Regions from separate parts of the Mus musculus genome. Here all the other regions are linked to region 2. The links are chromatin contacts, called in public promoter capture Hi-C maps. All regions are on one chromosome and are shown on one strand. Each heading gives the region's core, a stretch centred on a gene start, on an enhancer-like site or on the middle of the called end of the contact. The rest is flanking DNA. Distances are from core to core; before and after follow the strand shown.

The links. Promoter capture Hi-C pulls out the DNA fragments that hold promoters and counts their contacts.
Region 1: a contact with region 2 is called in a promoter capture Hi-C map of liver, with 2.4 times the contacts expected there. The contact joins the promoter of Nt5c2 here to the promoter of Bloc1s2 in region 2. A contact is called at or near these places in 2 of 39 promoter capture datasets (liver and pre-B cells).
Region 3: a contact with region 2 is called in a promoter capture Hi-C map of pre-B cells, with 5 times the contacts expected there. The contact joins the promoter of Atp5md here to the promoter of Bloc1s2 in region 2. A contact is called at or near these places in 1 of 39 promoter capture datasets (pre-B cells), 1 of 115 datasets of contacts at active chromatin or transcription factors (double positive thymocytes) and 1 of 9 other capture datasets (liver).
Region 4: a contact with region 2 is called in a promoter capture Hi-C map of pre-B cells, with 2.2 times the contacts expected there. The contact joins the promoter of Sufu here to the promoter of Bloc1s2 in region 2. A contact is called at or near these places in 2 of 39 promoter capture datasets (embryonic stem cells and pre-B cells).
Region 5: a promoter capture Hi-C map of the C10 cell line shows a contact between it and region 2, with 5 times the contacts expected there. The contact joins the promoter of Zdhhc16 here to the promoter of Bloc1s2 in region 2. A contact is called at or near these places in 1 of 39 promoter capture datasets (the C10 cell line) and 1 of 9 other capture datasets (liver).
Region 6: a promoter capture Hi-C map of liver shows a contact between it and region 2, with 2.3 times the contacts expected there. The contact joins the promoter of Borcs7 here to the promoter of Bloc1s2 in region 2. A contact is called at or near these places in 2 of 39 promoter capture datasets (liver and pre-B cells).

Annotation. Positions count from the first base shown.
Region 1 is chr19:46,960,745-46,964,265 of GRCm38.p6, reverse strand. Nt5c2 (5'-nucleotidase, cytosolic II) reads left to right here and starts at 1,958. Exons shown (of 18, transcript NM_029810.5): 1 at 1,958-1,994.
Region 2 is chr19:44,144,461-44,147,817 of GRCm38.p6, reverse strand. It overlaps Bloc1s2 (biogenesis of lysosomal organelles complex-1, subunit 2), which reads left to right and starts at 1,372. Exons shown (of 5, transcript NM_028607.1): 1 at 1,372-1,459; 2 at 1,761-1,877. The coding sequence starts at 1,402. Pkd2l1 (polycystic kidney disease 2-like 1) reads left to right here. Exons shown (of 15, transcript NM_181422.3): 15 at 1-181.
Region 3 is chr19:47,088,912-47,092,273 of GRCm38.p6, reverse strand. It overlaps Atp5md (ATP synthase membrane subunit DAPIT), which reads left to right and starts at 1,627. Exons shown (of 4, transcript NM_023211.5): 1 at 1,627-1,701. Pdcd11 (programmed cell death 11) reads right to left here and starts at 1,508. Exons shown (of 36, transcript NM_011053.2): 1 at 1,407-1,508.
Region 4 is chr19:46,395,179-46,398,586 of GRCm38.p6, reverse strand. It overlaps Sufu (SUFU negative regulator of hedgehog signaling), which reads right to left and starts at 1,691. Exons shown (of 12, transcript NM_001025391.2): 1 at 1,303-1,691. The coding sequence starts at 1,484. It overlaps Actr1a (ARP1 actin-related protein 1A, centractin alpha), which reads left to right and starts at 2,846. Exons shown (of 11, transcript NM_016860.2): 1 at 2,846-2,957. The coding sequence starts at 2,910.
Region 5 is chr19:41,931,873-41,934,990 of GRCm38.p6, reverse strand. Zdhhc16 (zinc finger, DHHC domain containing 16) reads right to left here and starts at 1,546. Exons shown (of 11, transcript NM_023740.3): 1 at 1,326-1,546; 2 at 108-253. Exosc1 (exosome component 1) reads left to right here and starts at 1,677. Exons shown (of 8, transcript NM_025644.4): 1 at 1,677-1,739; 2 at 1,827-1,942. The coding sequence starts at 1,709.
Region 6 is chr19:46,688,266-46,691,772 of GRCm38.p6, reverse strand. Borcs7 (BLOC-1 related complex subunit 7) reads right to left here and starts at 1,867. Exons shown (of 5, transcript NM_025563.3): 1 at 1,688-1,867. The coding sequence starts at 1,825.

The DNA.
Region 1 (3,521 bases), core at 709-3,208, 2.8 Mb before region 2:
ACCTAACTCTTGTCACTGAAAGCAAACCCATTATTAACATACCCTGTTGTTACTTCTCTGTAGTCTCTGTGTGCACTCTCCTTTTTTCCTGTCAAATGTACACAGCCCCCTACCAGTCCCCCGCCCCCCCCCCCCAGACAGGGTTTCTCTGTGTAGCCCTGGCTGTTCTGGCATTCACTCTGTAGACCAGGCTGGCCTGGAACTCAGAAATCCGCCTGCCTCTGCTTCCCAAGTGCTGGGATTAAAGGCGTGCGCCACCACGCCCGGCCCCGTACCAGTCTTTAGTCACAGAACTGGGCATTTATTTACTTATTTTGAGACAGGGTCTTATTTGGTAGCCCTGGCTGGCCCAGAACTTGCTCTGTAGATCAGGCTGGCCCTGAATTCAGAGATCCACCTGCCTCTGCCTCCTGAGAGGAATTCAAGGTAAGCTTTAACCACTCCAGGCCTACCTACAAAACCAGGCTTTCTAGAAACATACTTGGCTTAAAGGTGGTATTAAGCTAACTGCAAACTGGCTTACATGCCATTTTTCCCATGTTGAAAAGCCTAATAGGTGAAAAGCCTAATAGGGGCTTATCCTCAGCTGACCTAGGCAGGGTGAAAGGCACAGGAGGGTAAGTAGAAGCTGTTAGCAGAGCCCTCCTGTTTTCAAAAACACCCTGTGGTTCAGGTTGACTGCAAGTGTAATGAGTCAGTAGTATGTCTGCCAAGAACTTTCTTCTCTTTTTCATTTTCTTCTCCTTCCTCCTCTTTCTTCCTTGTTCCCCCCCCCCCCCTCACCATTGCTTCCTCTCCCTTTTTTCTTTCTTTCATTATGTTGCTCAGGTTAACTTCAAATTCTGGGCTCACGTAATCCTCTTGCCTTAGTCCTAGCATCTCCAGAAGCTAGGACTCCCGGCAAGCTACCATACTTAGTGTTCACTGAGAACTTTACTGCACAAATGCAAGGCGCTGTTACAAAGTGGAAGCCATAGTCCTCCTTGATTATGATGGTACTACAAAACTTGGCTTAGTCTTGGATGATACCATCTAAAGGAAATCAAAATCAAATCAGCCAAATGCCTGAGAGAAAGACAAAGATCCTCAGAATTAGGACAGAGGAAAAACAATGGGAGGGATCAAATATCCCCAACTCGGGAAGATCTTGGGCAAAGTCCAAGGTCGAAGAACCAGTAGATCAGTTGCTTTTCCGAGGCTCCCAGGACTAGAATTTGGTCTTTGCGATGAATTCCAGAGCTGCCCAGACTAAGGAATGCAGTGTTCTGGACATAGTGGGTGGGCTGTCTTGTAGTGAAGTACGGTAACGGGTGTCAGTGTATTCAACTACTATTTATTGTTTGCTAGGATCCAGAACTAAGCCTGGAGTCTGTATTGTTTCATTCTATCAATAATATCTCGGATAAATCAACTGTGTGTAGTCAGGTTCCTTGGTTGGTTCCCTGGGTAAGTAGTGAAACTAGGATTTGAACTCATTCTGATAAACCCCAAAGCTGGTCCCTATGATTATCATGGAGTTGAGTTCAAGGTCTTCCAGGGAGACCCTCTGGTTCGTTTGTCTAGGAGTAAGCTGCTAGGAGTAAGGGACACACTCTTCCCACCTTAGGGAAAGCCTCTCGCAGAGTAGGCGTGGTCACCTAAGGTAGGGGCGGGGCAGCCAGGAGTGTGCTGAGGGGAGCAGGCAAAAAGCCAAGAGGTGGTTATTCCTAGGAAATGGATAGGTTGTTAACGTGCATCACCCTCGGAGTTTAGCAGCTCTGGGAGTTCTGTGGTGGGAAGTTCCCCGAGCCCTGTGAGGGGCCCTGAGACAGGACCGCCCGCCAGGGAGCATCGCCGCGGCCGGCTTCTGCGGCGGAGCCCGGGTAAGGAACAGAGCGCCGGTCCCTGGCCGGGCGCGAGCTGGGGGCGGTGCCGGGGCGGCGGGGGCGGGGAGGGCGCGCGCCGAGGCGGCTGCGGCAGTTGCGCGCTAGGATTGCTGCCGTGCGGTGCGGCCGGTGAGTGCGGCGGCACCCGCGGCGGGCGGGAGGGGGCTTGGAGCGGGCGGGCGGCGAGCGAGCAGGCTGGGGAGGATGCGCGGCCCAGCGCGCGACCCAGCGGCCCCCGCCGTCCGCCCGGCGTCCCTTTCCTCAGGGCTCCCTACCCCGGCCCAGATCTGCCCGCGCGCCCGCGGCCTCAGCGCCCCGGCGTGGCGCACGCCCCCGGCCCGGGCGCCCCCGGCCCGCCGCAGCCCCTTCCCCGCGCGGCGGCGACGCCCCCGGCCCACGTCATGCTCGCGCCATTGTTTCCCAGCGTCCGCTAGCTGGGACCCCGCCTTTCTCGCGGAGTGGGCGGGCAGGCGCCGCTCTCGGTTCCCCTGGTCTCTCTGGGCTGGCAGCCTGGCCTCAGTTCTCGTGAGGCGGGTGCGGGGCTCCCCTCATGGGCTGCGAGCCTGGCAGGGTTTGGATCTGCCCGCGGAATGGCCCACGAGCCAGTTTTGTGGTGCGCAGTACTTCCTGGAAAGCTCACATCAATTGCAAGTCTCGCCTAAAGACGTTTGGAGGCGGTTTGTCCCTCGCCTTTTTTTTTCTGGGGCCCCCGAAGCCCTGCAGGGCGAGATGCAGAAGTGGGGCCTGTTACAAGAACAGCGTTTTGAGCGGTTGGCTTTGCCTGGCCGCAGCCTTTAAAAGCATTAGATGAAGGTTTGTGTCGGATTTGTTTCACAGCCTCGGTAGTCGAGGGCTGTGCTCTAATAGAGCACTCTGAAATGACTAGTCACTCAACACGGTTGCGTGTTCCCCACCACTTCTCTGCGCCCCCCCCCCCCCCGCACATTGTTTCATAATGACCGTAGACCTATAATTTTTCTTAAGGGATGCAAATTCCTTTGGCCGTCATGTGTAGGGGGAGGATGTTAAAACGGTGCCATTTATCGTAGACGTAGTGAGTACAGAAAGACTTCAGGTCTTTCACATAGTCACCTTAGCATTTTCCATCAATGGCTAAGAATGTAAGAGAAGACATCAGGGCTTAGAGGTTCAGTTTAACAAACCAGCTGGTTAAAAATTGCAATAAAATCGTTGCGGGTGCTCGTAGTGGCAAGGTGGTTATGCTGGGCTGTTGATACAAGGATTGATGCTTCCCGGCTTGCTTCCGAAGAGCATTTCCATTACAATATGAACCTGTTTGTAGGCCTCGAACAGGCTCTGTACCCTAGTGGCCTCGAACTTGGGATCTTTCTCTTCCAGGTCCCTAACAGATATTAATAGGCTTGTTCCACCATGCCTGAGCTTGAAAAACTGGTTTAAGCTTCACTCTTACCAAAAAAATGAACAAAAAGCCAAATTCAGTACTATTGGTTGTTGCATTATTCTCAGCCAGCATTAATCTGTAAAATAAGATGCCCTTCAAGGTTCTGTCGTATGAAACAGTACAGTCATCAGAAGCGTTTGGTAAATATGAGTACTCAGAGTGCCTGCTGGCCTTACTAGATGACATACGTCTTCCTGAAGAGAGCCAGGTTATGGGGGACTCAGCTGTATGAG
Region 2 (3,357 bases), core at 123-2,622:
GACTAGCTGGAACTGAGGGGACTTCAAACCTGGAATCAAACAAAACCTGAAGGAATCAAGCCAGAAAGGCTATCAGGATTCATTGATCTTTTGGACTAATATGTGGTGGTCTCTGGCTCTCTTCGTCATAGGACAATGTGAGGTTCCAAGGTGATTAGCAATAAAATTCTTTAGAAAACCACGTCTTTGCATTTCCTTCTGGGGCTATTGAGAGAAGAGAGAAGGATAAGAGTGTAAGACATTGTTGTACACTCTCTGGAATGTACTGGGGGCCATGTCAATCTCAGGGAGGTTGCTTCTCCCAGCAATCTTGAAATAAGAAGCCTTGGTTCATAGGAATGTTTGAAACGGCGGGTACTTTGATTATCCTATAGAAAGGAGTGGAGAGAAGGAGAATCAGTCTAGGGAGAATCAGTCTTCAGAGAGGAGATTAGAGGATAACCAAGACTAAGTTAAACTTAGTCAAAAACTCTACACTTAAGATTTTGGATGCTCAGGAGCCTGCATCCTGAAAACCCTTACACACCTCTTTCCCCCTCTCCAGTGACTCTCATTCCCTCACACTGAGCCTTCTATTCATCCCTGTCACCCCCACCTGTTCTCACCACCCCCCTCCCCCAAGCATTCCGTAAACCCGCTAGACGCGTGCAACAACTAAGTATAATCAAGATAACCTATGTGTCAGTGACGTCGGAAGTTTCCTTCAAGAGAGGTCCTTTCAACTAAACATTAGGGGCTAGCTTGCACTTCAAGAGATGTGAGTCAGAGAGTTGATACTAGTCCAAGGCCTATGGGAAAGGTAAGGGAGATTCCATCAAGAATCAAGGCCAAAGCCGGGCGGTGGTGGCACATGCCTTTAATCCCTGATTTCTGAGTTTGAGGCCAGCCTGGTCTACAAAGTGAGTTCCAAGACAGCCAGGGCTACACAGAAAAATCCTGTCTCGAAAAACCAAAAAAAAAAAAAAAGAAGATTCAAGGCCGAAATCTTGTGGGAGACACCCTGTAAAAGCGAATCCCTGAACAATTCTTTGATGAACAAAACATGTCAGGGTGCTGGTGTCTGGGGAGGAGGCCACCTCTCTCCAATAACTTTAGCTGACATGTTATGATGGGTCCACAACCCAAGACAGGCCGTGGCTGGCACAAGTGACCGTTCTAGAGTGTGGCTGCAGGGACGAACGCATTGCCAACCAGGTACTGTGATCTCAGTAACGGGCTAATTCGCAATAGCCTTAGCTTCAGTTTCAGCTTCATGCTTGGACTTTGATAAAAGGTCCTTATTTGAGGTGTGACTTGGGCAAGCCGATCAAAGCAAGGAAGCTGTGAGCAAGCGGCGGGGCGGGGCACCCGCGGGGCGCACGCGCAGATGCCCTTAGAACCGGAAGCAGCCTTGGGTCGGGCATGGCGGCGGCTGCGGAGGGCGTCCCGGCGACGCGACGGGAGGAGCAGCCACCTCGAGGTACTACCCTGTGTGGATGGAGATGCGGCGGCTGATGGTGGGGAGGCTAGGTCCGGATGCAGGAGCCGGTGGACCTGTCTACCGCAGTCAGGGCACTGAGACGAAAGCCTAGCTCCTGAGCATGGGAACGGAGTTGGCGTTTCAGGTGGGCGGGTGCGAGGAGAAGGGACGGGATGGTGGCAGGAGGAGAACGAAGGCGGCGGGAGCCCAAGTCGGGAGGGACTTAGGAACCGTCCGCTTTGGCTGGATTAGGTCTGGGGATAGGACGTTTACTCCTCACCTCCCACCCACACCTTGCCAGATGATGCTGCGGTGGAGACAGCCGAGGAAGCAAAGGAGCCTGCCGAAGCTGACATCAATGAGCTCTGCCGGGACATGTTCTCCAAAATGGCCACATATTTGACTGGGGAACTGACAGGTGATACGCAACCCCTTCTGGCTGATCCCAGCTGTGTATTTGCATTTGACTTCACGGAAATCTGAATGGTGCTTTAGCAGCCTCTGGTCAGTCCATGGTTGAATGGGAGGAAAGGAGCCGCTCTCCCCCTTGTCTTTCCCCAGGGAAGCACACCAACCACTTTTGAAACACAAATCTGCAGGCCTCTTGTCATAAAGGCCAACAACAAGAATTCCACACTGTTAGTCCAGAAGTGCCCCGCCGGGGGAGAAGTATATTTTAAGCAGAGTTGTGAAGGAAATGGAAGGGGGGGGGTACGTGAAACAGTCCAGTTAGTAAAAGAGCTGGAGTAAGCAAGCATTTGATGAAACCTGAAGGTTAGTCTGAAGATTTGCTGACCCACCCGTGGGACACGGTTAGATTTTAGTTCAGTGTCCCTGCGTCTGCATCTGTGTCTGTGTCTGAGGCAGAGTCAGAAAGCAGAGGCTGGACCTTCTGGGGTGACATAAGAACTTATACTGTTTCACTGCTCTGTGAAAAAATTACTCTCTCTCTCTCTCTCTCTCTCTCTCTGTGTGTGTGTGTGTGTGTGGCTTAGAACGACTTTCGAGAGTTGGTCCTCTTCTTAGACCACGTAGGTCACGAGGACCACGCTCTGATCTTCAGGCTTGGTAGCAAGGGCCCTCTCACAGGCCCCACCCCAGGAAATTTTTCTGTGAGCCCAATTTGTGAACCAGGATCTATGAGGAAAGGTTTAGTAGAGAAGTTGGGGGGTTGTAAGTCGCAGATTTTCTCTGCCTGATCGTTCACTTATTTTTGAGCAAGAGAGACCAAGTAACAAAAATCCAGATATATGGGTTCTCCCCACAAATTCTGAAGTCTATCGTAACTTACTTAGTAGGGCTCTACTTGACCAGGGTTTTGCAGCCTTTTAAGAAGACTGGATAATCTGGTTTGTGTCACCACTGGCTGGTCCTTTAGTGTGATCTTGTGGCCTTTGCTGGTTAGCACTGTTCTTGTTCTCTTGTTTTTTTTTCCATTTGCTGTAGTTTAGAGATGGAGTTGTCTGACCCAGTGCCTCAGAACTAGTAGGGAGTGCTGGGCTGAGAGGGCGCACACTCCTCCGCACACTCCTCCGAAGAGGGAATGATGGTTTCCTTGTGTGTTTATTATATAAACACTTGTGTTACTCCACCCATACACATTCCTCTGCTGGCTTCCAAGTGTGTGGCCCTTGTTTTAGAGAGATTATGACTTGATGGCCTCGAGAACAACTGTGGAAGAGAGAAGAGGAACAGTTGTCCAGAAAGTATCGGGAATCTGAGGCAGAGTGAAGATAAGAAGAATGGAGAGTTTGGGCGTGAGCACAATGCAGATGTAGACTTTATCCGGTACTGAGCAGGCTAAGGTACTTGTTCGTGTGGGTAGGACCAACAACCAAAATAGGGAAGCTGACAAGAGGAACCGTGTTTCTGTGGGAAACGCAGCTCTGGCTCAGCTG
Region 3 (3,362 bases), core at 378-2,877, 2.9 Mb before region 2:
CGGGCAGTGGTGGCGCACGCCTTTAATCCCAGCACTTGGGAGGCAGAGGCAGGCGGATTTTGAGTTCAAGGCCAGCCTGGTCTACAGAGTGAGTTCCAGGACAGCCAGGGCTATACAGAGAAACCCTGTCTCAGGGGGGAAAAAAGTAATTTAAGATACAAGTCAGATTATAATGCATAAACAAAAGAGAAGTGGCAGGATTCTGTAAAGATGAACACTTCATAAGAATGATGCTTTTGAGCTGTACATTAAATAAATAAAGAACCGGGTCTGGTGGTCCATGCCTTTAACTCCAGCACTTGGGAGGCAGAGGAAGGCCTATCTCTGTGAGTTTCAGACAAGACAGGACTCCATAATGAGACCCTGTCTCAAAAATAACTATAATAATAGTAAATAGAAATATGATGGTAGACAATGCTAAAAACAACAACAACAACAACAACAACAGAGAAACAAGAAAAAGTTTGCCAGGCGTGATGACACATGCCTTTAATCCCAGCACTTTGGGAGGCAGAGGCAGGCGGATTTCTGAGTTCGAGGCCAGCCTGGTCTACAAAGTGAGTTCCAGGACAGCCAGAGCTATACAGAGAAACTATGTCTCAAAAAAAAAAAAAAAAAAAGAAAGAAAGAAAGAAAGAAAAAGTTTATTTCTCAAAATACACCAACCAGTTGCCTGTCAAACAACTCTTCAAAGGCTTTCTAAAAAGCTGAATTATTCAATTAAGCTACAGGGAAAATAAAGCATGGTAACAACTTATATTTTAGAAAATAATTTGGCTCTTTGGTGAAAGATACTTAAAAAATTAATAGTTTGCGTTTACTTGGTACTTCAGAGCCATGGGGAACGTGACAAAATAATGGAGAATATTCCTCAGTCTACAGATTGGACAGAAGTGAAAGCCAGTGTAAGGATTTAAACGATGCACATCAGGGAAACCATGAGAACCAAGACGAGGTATAAATGAAGACGCAGGGCAGCCTGGTTGGTTCTGGGATACCTAGGAAGAAAACTTTAGTAGCCGAGTGAGACTGTGAAAGGGACGACGAACGAAAAATGTAAGGTTTGTTCTGTTATGGGTGCATGCTTCGTAGAAACAGTATAGCTCACAAGGTCTACTTCGCTGGGACTCTATAGTTCCCATTATAGACCCGATGAGACCGAGGCACCAAACAGTCTGGCGATCACGTAGAGAAGGCACTTAAGGTACCTGCAGAGGACAGCATGGCTTGCATGAACTGCTAGCTCCGAGGGGATTGAGGGAATAAGACCTCCCATCCCAAGCCAACTGTGCTTAGCACGAAACCCGGAGACCCAGGCCAGGAAGCCGAGGTGACAGGCATGAAGTCTCCTCCCTCCACGCCGAAGCTCCCGTGTCATCAGCCCCAAGGCTCCCACCGCCGCATACCTCACGGAGCGTCTCAACGCAATCGCACGCGCAGAACAGGGAGCCGACAGCTCCACGCGACTCGTCCACGAGCGTAGGTAAGACCAGGGCTACTTCCGTTCTGACGTCGGGTCTGACGCCGGCTGAAACGGGAAGTAGAAGGGCGGGACTTGGCGTTTATAGCCAATCCACGCCGAGGGCCGAGTCGTCGCGGCCTGTCGGTCGCGTGCGGGGAGGGGGCGTCTTCCGGTCGGGCCGAGCTCGTCGCTAGGTTTGTTGAAGGACATCGGCCGCCGAGTTTGGGGTTCGGACGAAGGTGGGTGAGAAAGCGCTCTTGGCTGCTCGGTCCGGTGATTGAGCTTTGTAGGGCCGACTAGAGTCTGGCCGTTTTTCCAGCCCCGGAACAGCGCGAGGTTTTCTTTTTGCGGGGAGACGCTGGGGAATGGGAAAGGCGCTGGAGAAAATGAGGGTCAGGGCCCCATGGCGGATCTAGGAAGCCTCAGCACCGCGAGTGACGAGCGCCCCAGGGCTCGCACGGTTAGCGGAGAGCCTTATGCCCCACTTCCCAGTGTGGATTGGGAGTGAGGCCGGTCGAGAGGGGAGCTCCCCAAGGTCATCCATCCAGTGGATGTTGAGAGAGGACTCTGGATTTTGACCCCATCTCTGGCAGAGTTCGTGTGTCTTGGCCTCTATGGCCATAGCGATTTGTTTCCTCCGAGCTGCGATCGGGAAACCAGGTCTCCTTTACCTGCGCCGTGGCCTTTGTCAAAACCAGAGTAAACGTGGAATGGCCCTGCGGTTCTCCAGGCCTGGGCTCTAAAAACGGATTAGATTTTGTATCCCAGCGGTTCTGAACCTGTGGATCATGATCGCTTTGACAAGCCTCTATCTCCAAAAATATTTATTTACATTACGAGACTCCTAGCCGTAGCAAAATTACAGCTGTGAAGGAGCAACGGAATAATTTTATTGGGGGAGGGGGAAGAGAGGTTTCACCACAACAGAAGGAAGGTCGCAGCATTAGGAAGGTTGAGAGTCACTGCCGTGTTTGATCAGTGCAAGGGTTTCCACAGAGGCTGTTTGCTGCTTGTGGTCCTTTGACTTTCATCTTCCTTATACCTGGTGATGGCACTACTCCAGATAGGTGCCCATAAGACGGGAATAGCTGTATCCAGGAGCCTGTTACAAAGCAAGGGCAGCTGCTCACCCCAAGACTTTAATGAAATGCCCATTTCACATGGAAAGGCTGGTGGTATTTAATAGTAGTTATTGGATTATTTAGAAACAGAAGCAAAACCTGTCAGCTTAGACTTTGTAGCAGGCTGCTGTTCAACAGTAGTACATTTTTTTAAAAAATACTAACTCACAGGCTCACAATTATTAGTCTTTGGTGATTTTTTTCCACTACCAAATGGCTCTAAGCTTGCACATGACTGCAAGGACAGGACATTTTAGTTTTATTTGTTCCTATTGCCAGGTGTGAATGGCTTGTCCCTCTAGTCCCAACACTGTTGGGCAGATCTCTGTAATTTCAAGGCCAGCCTAATCTATGTAGTGAGTACAGGCATCTGGGGCTACAGACTGAGATAAATAAAATAAAATAAAAATTCCATACAGGGCATTGTTAACAATATTAACTGTTAAAAAAGGTCATTGTCCTAAAACAATATGCAGTTTGTTGGAAGGTGCTTTAAGCCTTAATATCACCTTTGCTTGCCATGTGGTGGTGCCACACACATTTACTCCCAGAACGCAAGGCCAGCTTAGGTCTACAGAGTGAATTAATCCTGTCTCTCCATGACAGTGACGGCAAAGACATCACCATCGACACCACTTAGATGGAAATCTAAGCTTCCTTTAAAACCCCAGTTCCCGTACCTTCCCTTTGTTCTGCAGTCAGAATGAGTTGTCTTTGGAATACATCATCCTTCTTGCAGTATTCTATAGAATGAAATTTAAGCATCTCAATATTAACCA
Region 4 (3,408 bases), core at 442-2,941, 2.3 Mb before region 2:
GGCTACCCGGACAGGCTGGTCCCCAGACCCTCCTGGCTGTCAGTTTCCTTTGCATTATTATCCCAGTGACACACGGGGGGGGGGGGTAACCTCAGCTCTCTACAGCCCATCTCCCATCTCCAGAGGCAATAAGAGGATGCCACATAGGAAAAAGATTCAGCTTTAAAGGGTGTGTAACCTGCAAAGGCATCCCTCACTTCAGGACCACCATTTGCCAATACCCCAAGGCAAGGAACTTTTCAGGATCATACAATACAACGACTGCCTGCCTGAATGTGGCCACCTCTGAATCTATTTTTGGTTCAGAAAGACCACAAGGACTTGTCTCATAACACCTGTTTTGTCTGAAGGCTGACTGAAGAAACAGGATGCAAAAAAGAATAGGAGACGAGAAAGTGCCATTTCTACCCCCAAAGACAGCCAGCCCATTTGGAAACTGATCTTTTACAGGGCATCTTTAAACTTCGGCTGAAATCACGAAGACAAGACAGAATGCGCTTCTTCATTCCTCCTGCCCACTCAGGTCTCTGTCACGCACCTGGTGGCGAGCTATGATCCCCTTCAATCCCGAGCTAATGCTTGGCTCTCCCGAAACCTGTTCTTAACTAACGTCCTAAAGCTAAAGCAGCTGCAAAGCCAGAAGCAAGCTCTGCAGAGAGAAAGAGAACTGTGCAGAGTAAGCAAAAAGTTTATCTGGAAGAGCTGCTCTGTCAAACTTCAAGAGCAACAGCTTCGCACTGAATGACAGAAGCTCCTGCGCTCGGGAAGGTCCCGAAAGAAGACTGAAAGAAGGCCTCTCCTCAACTCTTCCCTCATCAAAGGCACAATGCCCTCATCTTGCTCCCTCCTAACCCACAGGGGCGTCCTGGTTCCCGGACCGCCCTAGACTACGCGGTCTTGTGCCCTCCAAAGCCCTCTCAAATGCTCTCCAGGCCCCGCCTCACTCCCCCCCCCATCCCACCCCAGCCGCCCCCTGGCTCCCCCAAGCCCACTAATGACCCACCACAGGCGCCCCCTCCTTTCTCCACGTTTACAGTTCGCTCTTACAGTCCCCCCTCCGCTTCTGTATACACCCCCAGTTCTCGGTTGTCCTAATCCGGGTTAACCCCTCACTACTCAAGGGATCCATTAACCCTTTGTCCCCATTCCCAACTTCTGTCCTAACTCCTTCCACAGCACCAGGAAGCTCCTGGTTCCCCAGTACTTAAACCGTTTTCTTCCTCCCCCTTCTGCAAATTACTTCGTCCCGGGTGTTCGAAGCTTTCCCGGCCGGACCCCGTCCTCCCGAGGCCCAGAGCATACCAGTACTTGACGATAGCGGTAACCTGGAGCGGGTTCGGCTGGTCAGGGTAGAGGCGGCGACACTCTCCGTAGATGGCGTGCAGTCCCGGGGGAAAGAGTGAAGCAAAGGCCGGAGGGGCACTAGGGCCAGAGGCCGGGGGCGCGGCGGGACCGGGGGCGACGCTAGGCCGCAGCTCCGCCATTGGGGCGCGTAGGGCGCGCGGAGAACCCGGGAGGGTAGAGGAGGGAAAGCGCCCCTATGGGCCAGCGGACCCACTGTGGATGAGACTCCCCGAGGCGATGGGGGCTACGGCGAGGTCTAACTCCGCGCCTGCGCACGAGGCTCCGTCCGCCCAAGCCGGAGCCTTCAAGACGTCGGCCAGAGGATGCTGTGGGACCGCGGGGAGCTCCAAGGGGCGGGGCGTCAGCGTGCCCTTTCCTGACACCTATTGGCTAGTGTCTTTGCCAGTCACAAGTGGGGAAGGCGTGACTTGACAATAGACTCCGCCTCCCTGCCCCTGGGTTGGGAGCGTCCCAAGGATCTTGGCCTCCCCCTAGTGTTAGGAGGAACCCAGTTTAGAACAGAGACTTGGTACCTTGAGGCGCCAGGGTCCTATGAAAGCTCTACACAACTACTAAGAAGCGCTTAATATTGTTTTACTAATACACAATTTTAAGATAAGCTTGACAACTAATTCATTAGACAGTATGTCATTATTATTAATGTTACAACTCTAATATTTCTTGGAACTATTGACAAAAAGGGTAACTCGAAATGTGCCTGGGGAAAATGCCTGGCTGTTTTAAAAAAAATTTACCTATTCTTTCTCTTCGCCTGGATGTTGTCATCCATCAAGGTCAAGAAAAATAATAAAACAATTTCTAAACCTTTAGATGATATTTTAGGCCCGTGGTTTTGTGGCATCCAACGTACAGGTATTTTTTTATAACCTCCATTGGCTTTTGCTTCATGGGTTTTGTCTTGTTTTGCTTTTTGTTTCATTTTTTTGTTTTTCGGGACAGGGTTTTTCTCTATAGCCCCTCGCTGTCCTGGAACTCTGTAAACCAGACTAGCCTCGAAAGAGGTGGGATTAAAGGCTTCCAGCACCACTCCCGGTGCTGCTGGGATATGTGTTGGGCAAGCATTCTACCACTGAGCGACAGATGTTTATTAATGGTTTGTATTGCCCAAGTGAAGGAATGGCTGAGAGATAGAACTACTCTGTAAAATTCAACCGCCCCTGAAGTACTGACAAATCCAAACCCAACTACTCACAAGTACTTCAGACTCCAAAATTTAAGAGTGTACTGGAAACCCCTTCGAAGGGATCTCAAATCCAGTCATGCAAGATAATCATCAACACTGTGGCTCTTTAATCTACAAACACTACAGACCCCACCATGTGTAGGAAATACACTGTCCAATCTCCTAAATCCGATCGGGCTGGGACCCGGTTTGGAGCGCAAGCCCTGGGGCAAAGAATGCTGGGGATTGTAGTTCCTCCGAGGCGAGGTCGGGCGGCTCCCTGGATGCCCAGTACCGGCGACTAGACTGCGCATGCGTGTCAGTGGCGTTTGCTGCGGACCGGGCTGGCAGTTCCTTCCTCGGAGGGAAAGATTCCTCTGCCATGGAGTCCTACGATGTGATCGCCAACCAGCCTGTTGTGATCGACAACGTGAGTAGCATCTTTCCTATCTTTAAAGGGACTGTGTTCTCCTCCAGGAAGGATTGTTTCCGCGGTTTCAGCCTAGGCCGCCAGCTCTTTGTCACTGGCTCGGCCTGTCAGGCGGGTTCAGCTGCCGCCGCCCGCGTCCTCCTCACATCCATAGTTTGAAGGCAGGGCGGCCAGCCAACATCCGTGTAATGGAGAATTTGAGGGTAGACAAAGGAAAGAGCTGTAGCCCGGGAAGGGTCCGTGGACCCTTGGCTCAGGGGGCCTTAACCGTTCTCTTAGAGCCCGACACCCGCCTTCGCTCTGGTTTTCCATCACTCAATTGGCTACTCTTGCTGTCTATCTTAGCCTATTGGTCCCGCCTTTGGGCCTTGCCGGATTAGAACAGCACTCCGCAGTCATTGGCTCCGGCGCTTGTCGCTCTTCCGGTCGCCATAGTGTTTCCCTTCTGTAA
Region 5 (3,118 bases), core at 297-2,796, 2.2 Mb after region 2:
CTAAACCTTAAATTCTTATACATACAAATGTATGCGTGTACATACATACATACATATACACACATATGCCCAAGGTTTAAATCAAATGCTTATAAACATCTTAATACCTGGCTTGTAGAAGTATTCAATAAATACTTGTTGAATGAATGACCTGGAGAGATGCAGAACAGGAAAGGCTGGCAGCTGTACAGGAGCCAGCAAAGACACTCTCACCAATGTGATAACACCCAAGTATTTGCTGCGCTCATCCTTTCTGATTAACAAAGAAATAAAACCAGTATTAGAATCATAGCTCTAGAGATCAATAACCTAGAGGACAAATCAAACCGGAAATCAAACCCGTAAAATGGAAAGCTTGTGGTGCCTATCAACTCTGAGTGAACAGAGTGAGACCAGGACCCTCTCCCCTCAGCCTAATGGGATATCAGGATAATGACGAGGCTAGAAAAAGACGTATTAAATGGGCCACAAGTGAAAAAGTTTTCCCTCAGGAAACAGAGAAAAAGCAAAGTCGTATTTACATCTAAATGTGGCGGGAAGGCACGAATGACCTGAATGCACGGAGGAGGAATAAAGCCAGCATAATTTCTCCACACTCCAAGTACTGCCACCTCTCAGTAGGACCCACAGGCCACAGTGGCCATCTGCCACCAGATTAGAGATTAGCAGGCAAGAGCACTCCCCTAAATCACCATCTGTATCTCAAAGAAGCCTGGCTGACAGGGAGGGAAGGGGAGAGAGCAATAAACTCCAGAGCCAATAGATGAAAGTGAGATCAAAGTCATGGCAAATTTCATCCGGAAAAAGCTGCTGCTCCCGGAACCTTTGCCACCTCAAGCTGATGTCAGATATCAATAAAGCACAATATTCTATTAATGAAGGCTTCTTTCCCGGCTAACATGCTAAAAGGGAAAAAAAAGCAAAAGGAATGCTATGCTAACGTCAAGCTGCTCATTCATAGTTAAGGAGCTCACACTCTATAGAGTATCTGCCTGCAAGAGAAGAAACTGTCGTTCTACAAAACTAGAAAAAGGTTGTGTCTCCAGGTGCAGCAGGGTCCATCTATGATGGGCTCAGGTCCAAAAAAAAAAAAAAAATCGGCTTAAGCTTGGGCTGTCTCGAACCAACTTCGACACTTTGTTGTACAAAGCAAACCTGGATCTGAGTCTTCAAACTCATGAAATGGGCGAGTTGGGGCTGAAAATGCGTTCGGACCTAGGAGGACGCATCCACGCAGGGCAGGTCGTAGAGAGATCAGGAACTTAACTTAAAGGCCTGGACACCGGGACTCGGATGGGAAGCAAGAACCGCGCCTTTACTCTTACCTGCCTCCTGCCAGCTTCTCAATCAGCCAGATTAGGCCCAGTCTCCCTGTCCGCCACCCACTGCCTCCCCTTCCAGCTCAGGACCCAGGCCGGGCCGAGCTAAGGCTGACCCACCATGGCCCTCAGCCCACAGCGCTAGCCAGCGGACCGGGACCCGCCGCCCGCCCATCACCACCCAGCTGCGCAGGCGCGAGGCCCGGAGCCCGCAAAGGCACGCCCAGAGATCTGTCCCGGGGCAGCCTGGGAAATGGAGTCAGACCTCGCTCTTACACCCCGTGCGGTCGAAGGCGCCAATTGGTACTCGTGTAACTGCGAGGCCGCTCCTCTAGCTGACCAATGAGAAGTCGTCTTGGTTCTCATCCGGGTTGTGGATGGTGGCAAGCATGGCACCACCGGTGAGGTACTGCATCCCCGGTAAGTGAGCGGTCTCCGCACGCAGTTCCAGGCTGTGTGGCAACCAGCTTCTGGGAGCCCGTGGCTGAGGCAGCTTGTCTTCTGCAGGCGAACGTCTGTGTAACTTGGAGGAAGGCAGCCCCGGCAGCGGCACCTACACCCGGCATGGCTACATCTTTTCGTCGCTGGCTGGCTGCCTGATGAAGACCAGCGAGAATGGCGCGGTAAAGGAAGCGGCTACCCAGCGCGCGTTCCCTCTCCGGGTGCCGTTGAGTTCCGGTCCTTGGGCACAGGCAGAGCGGGCGGACGCGTCTTTGGTGGCTCAGCCGCAGAACGCTTTGGTCTCCCGGCTGTGATCTCTGCGCTGTGCTGAAGCACACCGGCCGCACACCCGTTAGGTTAATCTGACTTAAGTTCTGTGGATGCACACAGAAGGAAGTGGAGGGAAAAGCACGCAAATGTAAGAGTAGCCCAGCCAGCCGAGAGCTTCCTCACGTGGTACATCTCGACTACCCCTCCGCTTTCATGTGTCCCACGTCACTGACATCAATGTAGTAATGCTGGCGATTTCCAGTGTCTTAGTGCACTAAGCTCGCTCTTGTCGCGAAGCCTGTGCAATTCACGTGTCGTCTATCTGGAACACACTCCTGCTCAACCCCTTTATTTAATCGGTTTTTTTAGTTGTTTTTTTTTTTTCCCAGAGAAGCCCTTCTGGACCTTCTGACTAAAAAAAAGTGGGTTTGGTGGCAGAAGGATCGATATGCCCAAGAATCTCCCTCCAGGGCACTTATTTAAATGTTACTCTTGATCACTAGATTCTTGCCCAACTAGACATTTAAGTGGAGCCACGATTGGTGGTACACCAGCGTATCCCCAGCTTCTAACAGGCACAGATAAAAGCAATCGTTGATACATGTAAGACGATAAAAAATAAATAAAAACTAAAACCTTAGACTTGTGGCTCATCAGTACAGAGCTTACGTAGTATGCTGACCCTGGGACCACAGATCCAATCTCCCGAAAAAATAAAAACTCTTTAGGAACTGGCTAGACCTAAACATCTCTCTTTGTGTTGAGCTTATTTGTAAAAACAGATTCCAGTCTGTTGGTTCTGGAGATAAAGTCAGCCTCAGCCTGTGTGTTTAGTCACTGCATCGATGTCTCTTGAGCACTTTCAATGTGACCTGCTCAGGGCTGCCCTTATTTGCTACTGGGGATAGAGTCACGAGCCCAATACACAGCTTTTCTTACTGAGGAGGCGGACAGAAATCATGAGCAAATGTACAAAAGAATTGTGCGGTACAATAAGAACATGTAACAGGCTCTGTGCATTCTAGACAGTGACAGGATTTAGTCATCTGAATATAAGTAGAGGTGGAGGAGAGCAAAGAATGTGATCC
Region 6 (3,507 bases), core at 618-3,117, 2.5 Mb before region 2:
CTCTGCCTGCTTCTTCCTCCCAATTGCGGGGATTAAGGACATGTGCTACTATACTTGGCTTTAAAAAAAAAAAGTTTAATTGCATTTATTTACTTAATCTGTGGAGGAGAGAAAAGGATGTGTGTACCATGGCTTCCACACTTGTGGAAGCTTGATGATAACTTTTCAAAGTTTGGTTTTTTTTTTCTTTCCACCATATGGGTCCCAGTTTCGGACAGAAACTTGGATGGTCCAGCTTGGTAGCACACACTTTGTCTTGCTGAGCTATTTTGCTGGCCCCAAACCCACCTTTAAAAAGTTTAAGCCTATTTATAGCATTTCTTCCCCCAATTTGTTTATCTAGAAGAATGTGTGTGCACATTTGTATGATGTATGCAACATTTTACATACACATACACTTTCTACAAAAGAAACAGAATCTAGAAATAGCAAAAAAAAAAAAAAAAAAAAAAAGAAAGGAAAGTCAACTTGACTGCCAACAAAAAACGACCCAGGAACTCTGTGCAACCATGATAAAGTGTCAAATGGTGAAACCATGATTTGCATAATTTATATCTGCAAAAAAAAAAGCAATATAACAATTCTTTAATTTCTTCAAACTTTCCCCTGACACAGATTCCTAAAAGCAACGTGTCAGATGGGACCACATGCAAAACATGTCACCAGAGATCATCAGGTCAGCAATGTCAACAGCTGTTATACAGTAAGGGCGAGCACTTCTTGTAATGGGATTTTTATTTTGTTTTGCAGCCACTGTCAGTGAAAGCCAGCTCTTGCTACACTGCAGGTTTAAAGTAATATAAGTCAGATGTTGTGAACATCCATGCACAGATCCAAAGGCCTGAGAACATAGTGTGTCATTATTGCAACTACATAGGAAAGCAGGTGCCGTTCCTATGAAAACTAAGTTGGAAACGGTAACCACTTGCCGAAGGGTTACTAAGGTAGGGGTTACTAAGGAAGGTGAAATTGGAAGTTTTCTAAGCAGTCCCTTCTGTATCCCAGGTCTCTTGAGAGCTCAGACTAAGGTGTGCCCATTAGGCACCGCCATACGTTTAATTTTCCATTAGTAAATACATACCAAAGACGAGGTCATTGCATCTCATATGCCCGTTTACCTGTCCATGAGCGTGTGAGTTGTCTCATGAGGAAAAGTGTATGAACATGTACGTGTCTTTGTGTGGGCACACGGTTTCTCTAGGGCAGATAACGACCTCAACAAGCAGCGTGTACGTGTCATCAAATCATTCCATTCATAGAATCGGATGGAGGATGGAGAAAGGGGGAGGAGATGGTAGGGCAAAAGAAAAAGCTTGTCTAGGAAACAGTGAAGAGCTTGGCCAGAAATATAAAGAATAAACCCACAAAGAGAGAGGTGTAAGAAATCTTGGAAGTTGAGGCCATCGCCAAGCCGAGATTCGAAAAGCGACTGATGTTCACTACAGACGCCCATGAACACAAACAGGCACTGTGTAGGAGCCGCAGCTCATCTGCCCGCCTGTGCTTCTCCCCTTCCCACCCATCATCTCTTCCAACTACAAGCATTCAACCTAAACTGAAGAAACTCACCCAGAATGCAACACGCGCCTGGGCCAAAAGCCTACACTCCCCAGGATGCAATGCGCCGCCTCTCCCGGAGCCAGCGCTGGGAGGAGGACTGGGCCCGGGGAGCCCACGCCCCGCTCACCTCGGAGCTCCGCGAGCCTTTCAGCACCTGCTTGGTGAGCGCGATTACATCGGTGCCACAGGTGTTCACCTTCTCCGTGAGAAGCCCCTTCACGGACTGACCAAATCGGGCTTGCGAATCCGGCGTCCCAGTCGCCATCACCTCAACTAGCGATCACCCGCAGCCGGACGACGGCGAGTCCCTGGGGCCAAAAGAGACGCAACCGTCCAATCGTGCGAAGAGGAAGGACCGCATGCGCTTAGCTCAAACTGCTTACTAAAATTACTTAAAATGTTCAGTTGATGGACATGGAAGGAGGATACCGTTTAGGCAGGCTACCCTGGAGGGGATAGAATATAATTTAGGTGAATCTCTAGTTTAGAGTCAGAAGATCTGGATAGCATCCCAAGGAGTGATGTGGCTACAAATTACTCAACCCCTGTGTCTTCTGTTATCTGTTTTAGGGCCAGCACTGCGTTACCTAGGCACATTAATACAACTCTGTCAGAAGTTCAGGGTCTTTCTTGGCTGTATAGCAAGTGGAGGCCGACCTGTGATACATGAGACCACATCTATAAAATAAAATATCTATAAAATAAAATAGAGACCCTGTTCAATTCTAACATATTTTATTGAAATTAGCAAAGGGCACAGGCCAAAGAAAATGAAATTCAAATGACTAAGGTAAAGAAATGTCAACATCATTAAATTCTGTGTGTGTGTGCGTATGTGTTTTCAAGACAGGGTTTCTCTGTGTAGTCCTGACTGTAGACTAGGCTGGCCTCAAACTCACGGAGATCCATCTATGTGTGCCACCACCACCTGGCTTTTTTTTTTTTTTTTAATCATTAGTAGTTTGTATTTATGAATAGCCTTTTAATTAAAACTCTGCTTATAATTACTTTGGAAGCAAGTCCTACTATGATGTTAGGTCCCTGGAGTATACCCTTTGAAGGGATATTGTGATCCTGGTCCCTTTTTGTCTCTCTTTCCATCCCGACCTTGGAGTGAACAACCCTCCACCACATGGTGCACTGTGGTGCCATAATCCCAAAGCAATGGAGTCAAATGATGTACACTGGGACCTCTGAAAGAAGTGGATAGCAATAGGAACTTGAAAATCCTAAATTGAGAGTCTGTAGAGGTTGGTTAAAAAAAAAAAGTTCATCCAAGAAAATTCTTGGGCTGGAGGATGGCTCACTGACTGCACTTCCAGAGGTCCTGAGTTCAATTCCCAGCAACCACATGGTGGCTCACAACCATCTGTAATGGGATCTGATGTCCTCTTCTGGTGCATCTGAAGGCAGCTACCGTGTACTCACCTAAATAAAATAAATAAATCTTTAAAAAAGAGGAAAAAGAAAAAAAATTCAAACAAAATTTTACTGTAGGTCAGCTCTGCTTTCTGTACATTTGTTTACTTATAGTTTATTTCTTATTTTTATTTTATTTATAAGTATGTGCCTGCCTATCTGTTTGTGTACCATGTGGACGCGTGTGCCTTTGAAGGCCAGAAGAGGGTGTTTGATCTGTGCAATCAAAGTTACAGACCTATGTGAGCTCTCCAGTGTGGGTGCAAGAAAGTGAACCCAGGACCTCTAGAAGAGCTGTCAGTGCTCTTAACCACTGAGTCATGTCTCCATCTTCAATTTTTTACTTTTATTTATTTATGTTCAAAACAGAGTCTCTCTATGTAGCCCTGGCTATCCTGGAACTCACTCTCTAGACCAGGCTGGCCTTGAACTCATAGAGATCCTCTTGCCTCTGCCTCTTAAGTGTTAGGATTAAAGGCATTTGCCACCACCACCTGGCAATTTATTTTTACTTGTGTGCATTTTTAT